Regions from separate parts of the Mus musculus genome. Here region 2 is linked to region 1. A link is a contact called in public HiChIP or PLAC-seq data. All regions are on one chromosome and are shown on one strand. Each heading gives the region's core, a stretch centred on a gene start, on an enhancer-like site or on the middle of the called end of the contact. The rest is flanking DNA. Distances are from core to core; before and after follow the strand shown.

Region 1 (6,173 bases), core at 2,460-4,959:
CACACTTGCTTCTTGTCCAGAGGACCCAGGTTCAATTCCCAGCAACCACATGAAGGCTCATTACTGTCTGAAACACCAGACAGATCCCTCTTCTGGCTTCTGTGGGCACCAAGTATGTACATGGTACACAGACAGACAGACAGGCCCACATTCATAGTAAAATTAAAAACAAAACAAAACAAAAATATCAGCCCCACAAGCAGGTACCTGAGGCCTGGATCCTGGGTAGAGGGGAAGAAATGGCCACCCCAACCCTGTGACTAAGTCCCAGTGGATGCTCTGTCCTTCTCTTGGTCCCTTCAAAGTGCATCGAACCTGGCTCAGTCACCACACTGCTCAGATGAGATACCTGTGTGCTCCAGCTGGGAGAGACTGCCCATCACACAGAATTCAGCGAGGGACCGCCAGAATAGTGCTTTCTAGCACCCAAATGTCCAGGCCATCCTTACGAAGGCTTGCTCAGTCGCCAGAGGCCCTCAGTGTAGGGGGAGCCTCAGGGTGGAGAACCAGAGGATGATCTTGCTCTACTGCGCAGTACTAGAACGGAGGAAGGCGGGTGGGTGGAGTTCTAGGAAGAGCCTTCAGTCTGCTTTAGGGGCTTATAAAGTGAGCAGGTGCCGGAGGGGGAGAGTATAGGTGTGTGGGAGGGCTGCGGCCAAGAGAAGACACTCAATACGTGTCCCTGGTGACAGTGGCCTAGATTACCACCTACTCTGGAGGCTGAGACAGGAGGATTTAAGAGTCCAACGTCAGCCTCAGCAACTTCATCTCAAAATTTAAAACCTGGCGAAGGGTCCAGTAGACGGCTCAGCTTGTGTAGACGGCTCAGCAGGTAAGGGTGCTTGTGTAGACGGCTGGGCAGGTAAGGGTGCTTGTGTAGACGGCTCGGCAGGTGAAGGTGCTTGTGTAGCCGGCTCGGCAGGTGAGGGTGTTTGTGTAGACGGCTCGGCAGGTGAGGGTGCTTGTCAAGCCTGATGACCTGCATTTACCCCGACTAACGCTGTCCTCTCTGCTCCCAGATGTGCACCGTGGCACAACACATCTGCCACACACATGCACTAACAATAGATGGCTTGCCTAATATACGTGAAGTCTTGTGTTCCATCTCCAGTAACACACAGAGAATACACATACCTACAGAGAGACACAACCAAAGAGAGACAGACACATACACACATACCTACAGAGTCACAGACAGACAGATACACACACACACACACACCCCTACAAAGAGACACATACAAACAGACACACACACACCTACAGAGAGACACACATACATACATACATACATACATACAAACACACACACCCCTACAGAGAGACACAGACAGATAAACAGACACACAGACACAGACACACACACACACACACACACACACACACACAGTACAAAGGGGCCCAGAAGTGGATACAGCTAAGAAACTCAAGCTGCACCCCAGTACATACCTGCTTTCCCCTGTACTATATCAATAAGAAACCCCTCCCATAAAAAACCCATGCTCACATTGCAGAACCTGTGATGAGATGTCATTTGCAGAAAGGTTATTTTGCACACATAAAAGTCTGACCACGTTGGGCGTGGTGGCACACACCTTTAATCCCTGCACTTGGGAGGCAGAGGCAGGAGAATTTCTGAGTTCGAGGTCAGCCTGGTCTACAGAGTGAGTTCCAGGACAGCCAAGGTACACAGAGAAACCCTGTCTCAGAAAAACAAACAATCAAACAAAAAGTCTGACCAAGCCTGCCTGACTCTTCCACCCATGGCTGATGACAAATGGCAGGAGAGGGGTCTCTGGCTCATCCTGCAGCGAGAGGCACACATGCAGAAGACCTTGAAGCTGTGCCAAGCCAGAGGCTGGTGAACCCAGGACTGTGAGGCAGGCCCACGTGTACTGACCGCTCAGGGTACAGGGAGCCTGCGGAGGGGACGGAAAATCCTGTGGAGGCAGGAGGAGGAGAGGCTGAGTCAGGTGAGAATGAGAAAAGGGTGAGTTGAGTGTCGCTGTGACACTTGCAGTTCAAATCTTGAAAACTGAGTATTTTCTTCACATCTATAAAACTGATGCCAATGAACAGTAAGAATCCACTAGATCCAAGCAGTATGAACAACACAGAGGTTCGGACCTGGCCTTGGCAGCAGTCCTGCATCCCCTCAGAGAAGCCTGAACCTCCACGTATCGCCCCTTGTATGTAAAGTCGCTTTTCTTTACCCTGGATGTCACTGGGGGGAGGGGGAATTGAGGTCATGAAACCAGAAATGCACCCATCCCAGGAAGGCCCTGAATGAGCCTCCTAAGCCCTCCTCCCTCCCCCTTTTGCCTCATTCTGACACCGAGGCCCACACCTCAGAGAAGCAAGGCCCCACCCTCTTTCCCCACCTCAGAGCTCCATCTATATCCCCAGCAAGAGCTTGCACCTGCAGAAGCAGGAGATGAACCAGAAAACTCCATCCTGTTCTTTGGTTGGACTCTGCAGATCTAAGGATGGGGGATGAGGGGCAGGGGGCGTGCAGATGCAGAGGTTTGGACCAGATGACACCCCCTCCCCTCCCACTGTTCCTGCCTTGACCCTAGCTCTCCCCATTACTCTCCTGGGGCCCAGAATAGACAGTACTTCCAACTGGGTGGGCACTGGGCAATGGGACCCTCTCAGTGTCCACTCACTGGGCACAGTTTCCTCTGTGCCCATCTCTTTGGTGCCCCGTGGTGGTCTGAGCTCCCTGCAGTGTGGGACACAAGGACTCGGTCACCCAGCCATTTCTCCCAGGTTCTAGCTTGATGAAAGTGACAGTTAAGAACTCTCATCCACAATGACACCTGAGGAGCGACAGGTGGTAACTTGAACCAGAGTTTATCTGTCCCCATTTCAACCACAGTGACAAGGAGAGTATCATTGTGTTTGCAGTTCTGAGCGAGTGTCTACTTTGCTTCTGGACGAGGGCTGAAACCCTGGCTCCTGAGTGTCTCTCTGTCTCTCTGTCTCTGTCTCTCTCTTTCTCTCTGCCTCCCTCTCCCCTCCCCTCCCCCCCCCCCCACGAAGCCAAGGGGATTTTTCTTTGGAAGATGTGGTTCAGGGAGTGGGAGACAGATGAGAGGGTGACCAAAATAACACTATACACACCAATGAAACTCTCAAAGAATAACTTCTGTTTTGAGGAAGGGTCTCACTATGCATTCCTGGATGGCTTAACATTGGCTATGCAGACCAGGCCAACCTTGAACTCACAGATCTGTCATCCTATCTCCCAAGTACTGGAAGTGAAGTTGTGTGCCAACATGCCCAAAAACAACAACAACAACATCCACCTGCCTTTAGACTGTGGGTGTGGCTTAGCGACAGAGTGTTTGTTTAGCATGCATAAGGCCCTGGTTTAACCACTACCTACATAAAACTAAAGCCCAGCCCACACAGAGATGGGAGAGACAGCCACTCATGAGAAAAAAAACCCTTAGACTTGGGAAGACCGGAGCTGCAGTAAACCCATTGTCCCATCTGGGCCCTTGTCAGCCTGAGACAGGTGCTGAGTTTGTTACAGAAGTAGGTGGTAGATCTGGGTAACCAGCTGCACCCCCCTTTTCCCCCCACCCCCACCCCGGTGCTCAAGGGGGAACAGAAACTGCGAAGCAGACAGCTGGCAAGGGATCCAACTCACCTGCAGAGCACCCCTGAGGCCTCCTGTTCCTTAGCAACCTGCTGAAGCCAGCCAAGGGCTTCCGGATTCCCTTTCAGAGGATCAGTCACCTCCCTCCCCTCCCCTTCCCTCCCTCCTCACCTCGCCCCCTCCGTCCCCCCAACCCCCACCCCCGGAGAGGCGGAGAGCAGTAGGATCCCTGTACACGCAGAGGGAGTTCAGGGTGAAGGAACCTAAGTTTCTTTTCAACTGGGTCTGCGCAGAGCCAGAGGATGCCAGGGATCCCCCAGCACCCCCGCGCCCTGCCCCGCACCCCCTGCCCTTCCTCACAACACACACACACAAAGGGAAGGTGTCAGGACAGTCTCCGCTGAACCATTTCACTGGCTCTTCTTTCGGAAAGTCTACCTATAAACTTAGAGATTCACGTCGGGACAACAGAACACATAGGACAGTGACACCTCGGAGACCTAAGCGTGGGAGACTGAAACACAGCAGAGACGTCCCTTAAACCGAGCTATTTACTATGCCGGCTCCACACCTCTTGCATCCCAGATCACGAGTTCAGTCTCGGCCTAGATCCAAAGCTGTAAAAACAGATCGCAAGAGTCGGTTGCCCTCTGCTGGGCATCGTAGGATATGCACCCAGCCTCCGTACCAAGAACTGATTTCTGCACTCTATGAGAGGATTCAAGAGCTGGACAGCTGTGGCTGAGTCTTTCCCCCGAATCATCTGGAATAAATTTGATTTGATTTGGAGTCTATAGCCCAGGCTGGCCTCAAAAACATAGCCAAGGCTGACCTTCGACTCCTGATCGTCCTGCCTCTGACTCCTGAGTGCAGGACTACAATCATGTGCCACAAAGCCCAATTTTTTGTTTTTTGTTTTTGTTTTAATAGCACTGGGGAATGGAAACCGGGGGTCTGAGCATACTAGGCAAGCACTCTACAGCCCAGGTTCGAGACTATCTTGGGTATCTAGACCCATCGACTTGCAGAAGAAAAAAAAAGGGTCTTAAAGTGTATGGAGACCTTATAGAGCAGGCATGTCCACTGCATTTCAAGATACAAGACGGGGCATCCTAGCCATCATAATTCTGGTCTGACCGGAACAGGTCTTTTCTTTCTTTTACGTTTTTGTTTATGGGCTGGAGAGATGGCTCAGCAGATGAGAGGACTGCTCTTCCAGAGAACCAGGGTTTGAGCCCCAACACCACACGGTCACTCGGAATCGTCTGGGATCGTTCTGCGGTATTTGATGAGCTCTTCTGTTCTCTACAGGCACCAGGTATGCATGTGGTGCACAGAAACAAAGCACACATGAAATAAAAATGAACAAATCTAAATATGGGCTGGAGAGATGGCTCAGCAGTTAAGAGCACTTGACTGCTCTTCCAGAGGTCCTGAGTTCAATTCCCTGCAACTGCATCGTGGCTCACATCTATAATGGGATCTGATTGCTTTTTCTGGTATATATAAAGACAGATCACTCATTAAATAAAATACATGTTGCCGGAGAGATGGCTGTGCTATCCAGAGGATCGAGAGGCTCTGCTTTCTTGACTTCTAGAGGCTTCCTGCATTTATTCGTTCATCTTCAAAGCCAGAAGTTTCCCTCCTTCATTCCTCAGGCGCGGCTTTGTCTTTTCTACCCCTCTCTGATCTTTGCAACTGATGTCAATTTTTCTCTGATTCTGACCCACTTTCTCCCTTTCATAAAGATACTAGGAGGGCTAAGCCTGGGGCGGGATGTGGTGGTGGTGGGGAGGCACTGGGCTGGGGCTGGGCTGGGGCTGTGTAGGCAGTTGGGTTTATCCCCAGCACTGTGCAAAAGCAGGCATAGAGGAACAAGCCTAGAGTTTCAGCGCTTGGGAGGTAGAGGCAGGAGGATCGGAAGCTCAGTGTCCTCCAAGAGTACAAAAAGAATTCAAGGCCAGGGGCTGGAGAGATGGCTCAGGGGTTAAGAGCACCGACTGCTCTTCTGAAGGTCACAAGTTCAAATCCCAGCAACCACATGGTGGCTCACAACCATCCGTAATGAGATCTGATGCCCTCTTCTGGTGTGTCTGAAGACAGCTACAGTGTACTTACATATAATAAATAAATAAATCTTAAAAAAAAAAAAAAGAATTCAAGGCCAGCCTGGGTTACCTGAGACCCTGTCTCAAAAACAAAATAAACAAATGTGGTGGTGTATACCTTTAAGCACACAGGGGCGTTCAAGGCCAGCTTGGTCTACAGAGCAAGTTTCAGGCTAGATAGAGGCACAAAGTAAGACCCTATTTAAAAGAAAGAAAGAAAGAAAGAAAGAAAGAAAGAAAGAAAGAAAGAAAGAAAGAAAGAAAGAAAGAAAGAAAGAAACAGAGAGGGCGGGAGCGATGGCTCAGCAGATAAGATTACTTGTTGCTTGCAGAGGGCCTGGGGTTCAGTTCCCAGCACCCGCATGGTGGCTCACAGCTATCTCTAACTCCAATTCCAGGGGATCCAATGCCCTCTTCTGATCTATACGGACAGTGAGCACACTTGGTGTACCTACAGA
Region 2 (5,526 bases), core at 2,264-4,763, 360 kb after region 1:
GGAAAGATGTAACAACACTGGGCATCTTGAACAAGGGAACTAGTGTGAATAGTTCCTGCGGGTTCAGGAGAGAAAACATTTCCCGGGTGCAGCCTCTTGCTTGTATCTGTGGACCGCCAGGCTCCCTCTCTATTTTGGTTCCTTGACCTTCAGATCCTGGCTTTGACCTTGGTTTATGGCATCTTCAGCTTCCCGAGCAGATGGGTTTGTTCCCAGTGCCTGGGGGAGCAAAGCTGGGTGAGTTTCGGGTGTTTCATTATGTGTCTTCACTTCCGATCAGACTTCTCACAAATTCATCCTCACTGTTCTGGAAGCCAAAGCCCGGGGTGGACTGGGTCTGGGCCACTTGGCCTTTTAGCTTTTAGAAATCACCTGCATTCCTTGGTCTGAGGACCCTTCATGTCCAAAGCCACCAATCAATGCATCTTCAGATTTGATTTCAATAGTCATGGCTCCCCCTTCCTTATTCCTCTGGTAAGATCCCTGAGAACATTGGCACCAGCCAGGTGCCCCTAGATACGTTTCTATCTCTAGGATCTTCCTCCTTTTTCTCCTCCTCCTCCTCCTCCTCCTCCTCCTCCTCCTCCTCCTCCTTTCCCTTCTCTTCCTTCTCTTTCTTCTCTTCTTTCTTTTTCTCTTCCTCCTTCTCCTCTTCCTCCTTCTCCTCCTCCTTCTTCTCCTCCTCCTCTTCTTCTTCTTTCTTCTCTTCCTCCTCTTCCTTCTCCTTCTCTTCTATCCCAAATTGGTCTCAAGGATGTCCCTGAATTCTTGATGTTCCTGAATCCATCCACTCTCCTCAAGCACTGGGGCACAGGCATGTGCCATCACACCCAGTTTCTAGGATATTAGGGATAAAACAAAGGGCTTCTTTCGTGCTAGGTAAGGACTCTACCAACTCAACTCCATCCTCAGACTTGTTGTTGTTGTTTTGAGACAGGGTCACATTATGTATCTCTATCTGTCTTAGAGCTTGCTGTGTAGACCAGACAGGCCTTGAACTCACTCACAGAGATACTCTTACTTCTACATCCCAAGCGCTGATCTTCACTTTGTTGAGAGAAGCATGGCAGAGAAATTCTCCTGGCATCCTTGCTGGTCTTGGTTACTCCTGCTGACTTGTGCCGATTCGGCAGAGGCCTGGCTATTTCTTCTGGGTCATGCCAATGCTGCTGATTCCTGTTTGCTATCTTGACATTACTAAACTGGACCACTGGTATCCTGACAATTGGAGATTGAAATCGCTGCAGAGAACCATTTCTAAACAGGTCCACTTCCGCCGAATCCTAGTAACCTTCCTTTTCCACTGCTTCAGGTGGGTGGTGGGCTAGAGGGGACGCTGAAGCATTTAAAAACCATCATGAAAAGTAGGTTTTGAAAAAAATCAAAGCAACAAGGGCTCCTTCCAATCTGTTCGCCCGTTCACAAGTGTCTGACTAGGGCTACCAAGGGCTCCTTAGTGAGAGCCGTCCACAGTCATCTCCCCTTGTCTCAGACCTCCAGCACTTACTGATGGGAGGAGCATCCCATTTGGATGGGAGCATCCCATACTGATGGCAGCATGCCATACTGATGGGAGGAGCATCTCATACTGATGGGAGTATCCCATACTGATGGCAGCATGCCATACTGATGGGAGGAGCATCCCATACTGACGGGAGCATCCCATACTGATGGCAGCATACCATACTGATGGGAGGAGCATCTCATATTGATGGGGGCATCCCATACTGATAGGAGCATCCCATATGGATGGGAGCATCCCATACTGATGGCAGCATGCCATACTGATAGGAGGACCATCTCATACTGATGGGAATATCCTATACTGATGGGAGCATCCCATACTGATGGGAGGAGCATCTCATACTGATGGGAGCATCCCATACTGATGGGAGGAGCATCTCATACTGATGGGAGCATCCCATACTGATAGGAGCATCCCATATGGATGGGAGCATCCCATACTGATGGCAGCATGCCATACTGATAGGAGGAGCATCTCATACTGATGGGAGTATCCTATACTGATAGGAGCATCCCATATGGATGGGAGCATCCCATACTGATGGCAGCATGCCATACTGATAGGAGGAGCATCGCATACTGACGGGAGTATCCCAAACTGATGGCAGCATACCATACTGATGGGAGGAGCATCCCATATGGATGGGAGCATCCCATAATAATGAGAGCATCCCATGGGGACTCAGATCTGTGCTGCTGACTGTGACACTTAAGCAGGTGTGAACCTTACAATCCAGTCTCCACAAGTCAGCCAGCCTGAGCTCTACATATCAGAACTCATCAGACCTTCCCAGGTTGCCCTCCCCAATAAATCTGTGCTTTTCCATTGCTTTAGGAATAAAAACTAACTTTCCTATAGAAAAAGCAACAATTTGCCTTTACTCTCAGGCCAAAATCTATATAGATTTCTGTAACCGCAAGGGGGTGGGGCTCTCTATTCTCCGGTGAGTAATTAGTTCTGTAAGAGACACCCACTCTGTGTCTTTTTTTCCTCCTCTTCCTCTTTCTCCTCCTCTTCTTTGAGGAGTGGGGAGGAGGGCGGGTCAAGAGTGGCCTGTGTAAACCGGGCGTGGTGATGCTGGCCTGTAATTCCAGCACTCAGGAGGCAGAGGCAGGCGGATTTCTGAGTTCAAAGTCAGCCTGGTCTACAAAGCGAGTTTCAGGACAGCCAGGGCTATACAGAGAAACCCTGTCTCGGAAAAAAAAAAAAAAAGTGGCCTGTGTAACTGAGAAGGATCTAGAACTCTGATCCTGCCTCCGTATCCCAAGAGCTGCGATTACAGGCTAAAGACTGACTCCAGGACTGGGAGTGTCCCAAGCAAACACTCTAGATTCCCATCTCATCTGCAAGGTCCCTTCTGCACATAATGTAATATGTTCATTCACAGGCGCCAGAGACAGAGGGGAGGCCACTGTTTTGCTAACCACAGAGGGAAATAATGTCAATCTGTCCTCACTTGGCTCTGGAACCTCCTTTCCCAACTTCCCGTCTCTGGTTTTACCCCCAGGATTTTGCTTTTCCACAAAAGCACTTAGATCGAGTGGGGCTGGAGTCAGGCTTGCTGGGACTGAGGCATGAACCTATAGACTGTATCTTAGACTCATCTAGAGCCTAGAGAAAAATTAGTTTCCATTTCTGAAAATTACCTAAGAGGAAGAATCTAGCATCGTTGCTAAATGTAGTACTGACAGGCTTGCAAAACCCCATCCTTTCGCCTATGGAAGGGATTGGAAGCAGCCCAGCCCGTCCATTCTCAGCCTGGCACAATTTCCTGATACTGCTTTGCAGAAAGAGCTCACCCATGGGCACTGTCCTCTCCTTTCCCTCCCCAGACACCAATGGAACTCTGTAGCTTTGCCACCTCCGGTCATGTGATCTGGAAGCCCAGTTGCTTTTATTCTTCTGTGACAAGGCTGGGCCAGGCTAACCAGCCACAGACATTGGAAAGAGTCGCTCAGTGGAAACATTTCTTAGGCTCCCTCTGACATCATCTTCCATTTGGGCCTGCAGTGGGCTGTGGCCTGGCCTTTGCCCAGCCCCACATCCTGAATCCTAGCAGGATGGATATTTCCTGGTTTGCTCAGGAATCCTAGTCTGACGACTTTACCTCCTGAGCAAGAGAAGCTATGCCAAACCAACAGATTTGGCAGGTCCTAGAAAGAGGAGGGGCTGCAGGAAGCAGGATCAGCGCCCCTGCAGTCAGGGACTAGGAAGCAGGGATCCCTCTGCATCCCAGGAACCCAGTGTAGAGATTGGGCTCCGAGAGGATGGGTGTGCGCGTGGTTTTCCCCGTGCTTTTTGGTTTTGAAGTGTTTTCTACTTTCACAGGCCTCAGAATGTGTGTCCTTGGGTGTTACCCAAAGCAAACAGACAGACAGTGGGTTAGCTCTGGCCCCCAGCCAAACAGTGACTTCGTGCTTCGTGATCTGGGGCCATGTTCACTTACCTGATGGGGTCCCTCCACAAGCACAGGAGACTTTGGGAATGCTGCCCTTAGGGGCGTACATTTCTTTTGTACAAATGCACACCTATTGGGCTGCCACAGTTGTAGCCAAATTATTGAGGGCCAGGGGCAATAGAGGGAGAGGGAGGCAGATGCCCTGATTCATCAAGCTGGAAAAGATACCACAAAGCCAGGAGCGAGGCTTGCCTGCTCCTCTCTCTCATTATCCACATCCCAAAAATAGAACTTCCCCTTCCCTGGAGGCTCGGTTCCTGAAGGTCAAAGCCTTGAATTCTTTGCAGACACGAGCCTAGTAATTTAAGTAATGATTTCACGGGGTGCACTGGACAGCTGGGGCTTTGGACAAGGGCTTTGTCCCACGCAGGCTGGATGAAGAGGCTTCATACAGCAGAGCATGACGCTGCTCCCATGAGTTGGGAAAGTCAGTTTCCAGAAGTGGCATGTCCCTCCTTCCCTCCTTCCCTCCGCTCAGTGCCCTGAAGTCCTGACCACAGCTATGTGACCGCATCTGAACATGAGTTGAGATGTCGTTTCTCCTTCAAGGCACTGTCAGATGATCCCAGCTGCTTCCTCTCCCGGTTCAGTCAGAATGGAGTGTGGTCACCAAGGGATCGATCGATCACCTGCCTAGGTGCTGGAGAGCTTGGCCTTCTTCCTGCTTTTTCTTTTCTCTTCTCTTCTTTTCTCTTCTTCCTTTGTTCTTCTTTCTTTGGTTTTCTTTCTTTTTGTTTCTCCCTCCTTTAAAATCATTATTACTTTTTACTTTTTTTTTTTTTAAGACAAGTCCACATATAGCCCAGGATGACCTTGAATTCCTGAACCACCTCTGCCTTTCCCTCCTTCTGCTAGGATCCCAGCATGTGACCCAACAGCTCGCCCCAGTCTTATCGTGTGTGTGTGTGTGTGTGTGTGTGTGTGTGTGTGTGTACACGTGAGTGTCCATGTGCGTGTGTGTGGTATGCATAGGATGTCTATGGCTAGATGTGGTCTTGAGGCAATGAGCCAGTGGGTGACATCTTATTTTTTGAGACAGGGTCCACCCCTGATCCTAAAACTCACTATTTTTGATTAAAGTGGCTGGCCAGTGAGTGCCCAGCCAGGCCCCATCCTCCTGGCTCTGGGGTTATGGGCAGGCATGCCGGCATGCCGCCACACCCAGCCTTTCTGTGGTATCCAAACTCAGGTGCTTGTGTTTGCAAAGCAAGCGCTTTACCCACTGAGTCATCTCTCTAGCCCTTTGTTTTGAGGCAAGTTATAATGGAGAACAGCCTGGTCTTAAACTCACTGGGTAGCCAAGAGGGACTTAGAATTCCTTACCTTCCTACCTCTACCTCCCTAGTGCTGGGGGCCAGGAATGTTCTACCACAACCAACTAGACTATTTATTTATTTATTTTATTGTTTGTTTGTTTAGAAAGGGTTCCGCTAAGTAGCCTTGGCTTGCCAGAACTCACTATGTAAACCAGACTGACCTCAAACTCATAGAAATCTGCCTGGCTGTGTCTCCAGAGTGCTAAGATTAAAGACGTGTGACATCA

What was found. HiChIP or PLAC-seq counts read pairs in DNA pulled down with a chosen protein or histone mark.
Region 2: an HNF4G HiChIP or PLAC-seq map of pancreatic cancer cells shows a contact between it and region 1. The contact joins two enhancer-like sites. A contact is called at or near these places in 1 of 115 datasets of contacts at active chromatin or transcription factors (pancreatic cancer cells) and 1 of 9 other capture datasets (embryonic stem cells).

What each region holds. Positions count from the first base shown.
Region 1 is chr11:116,883,492-116,889,664 of GRCm38.p6, reverse strand. No RefSeq gene overlaps it. Among named protein-coding and RNA genes, the nearest start is that of Mgat5b, 32 kb to the left of the region's middle. Within about 2 kb of position 3,709, at least 85 of the 459 cell types and tissues checked have an H3K27ac peak or open chromatin away from gene starts, as enhancers often do. A contact at or near this core is called in pancreatic cancer cells, where this site is marked.
Region 2 is chr11:116,521,923-116,527,448 of GRCm38.p6, reverse strand. No RefSeq gene overlaps it. Among named protein-coding and RNA genes, the nearest start is that of Sphk1, 7.8 kb to the left of the region's middle. Within about 2 kb of position 3,513, at least 83 of the 459 cell types and tissues checked have an H3K27ac peak or open chromatin away from gene starts, as enhancers often do. A contact at or near this core is called in pancreatic cancer cells, where this site is marked.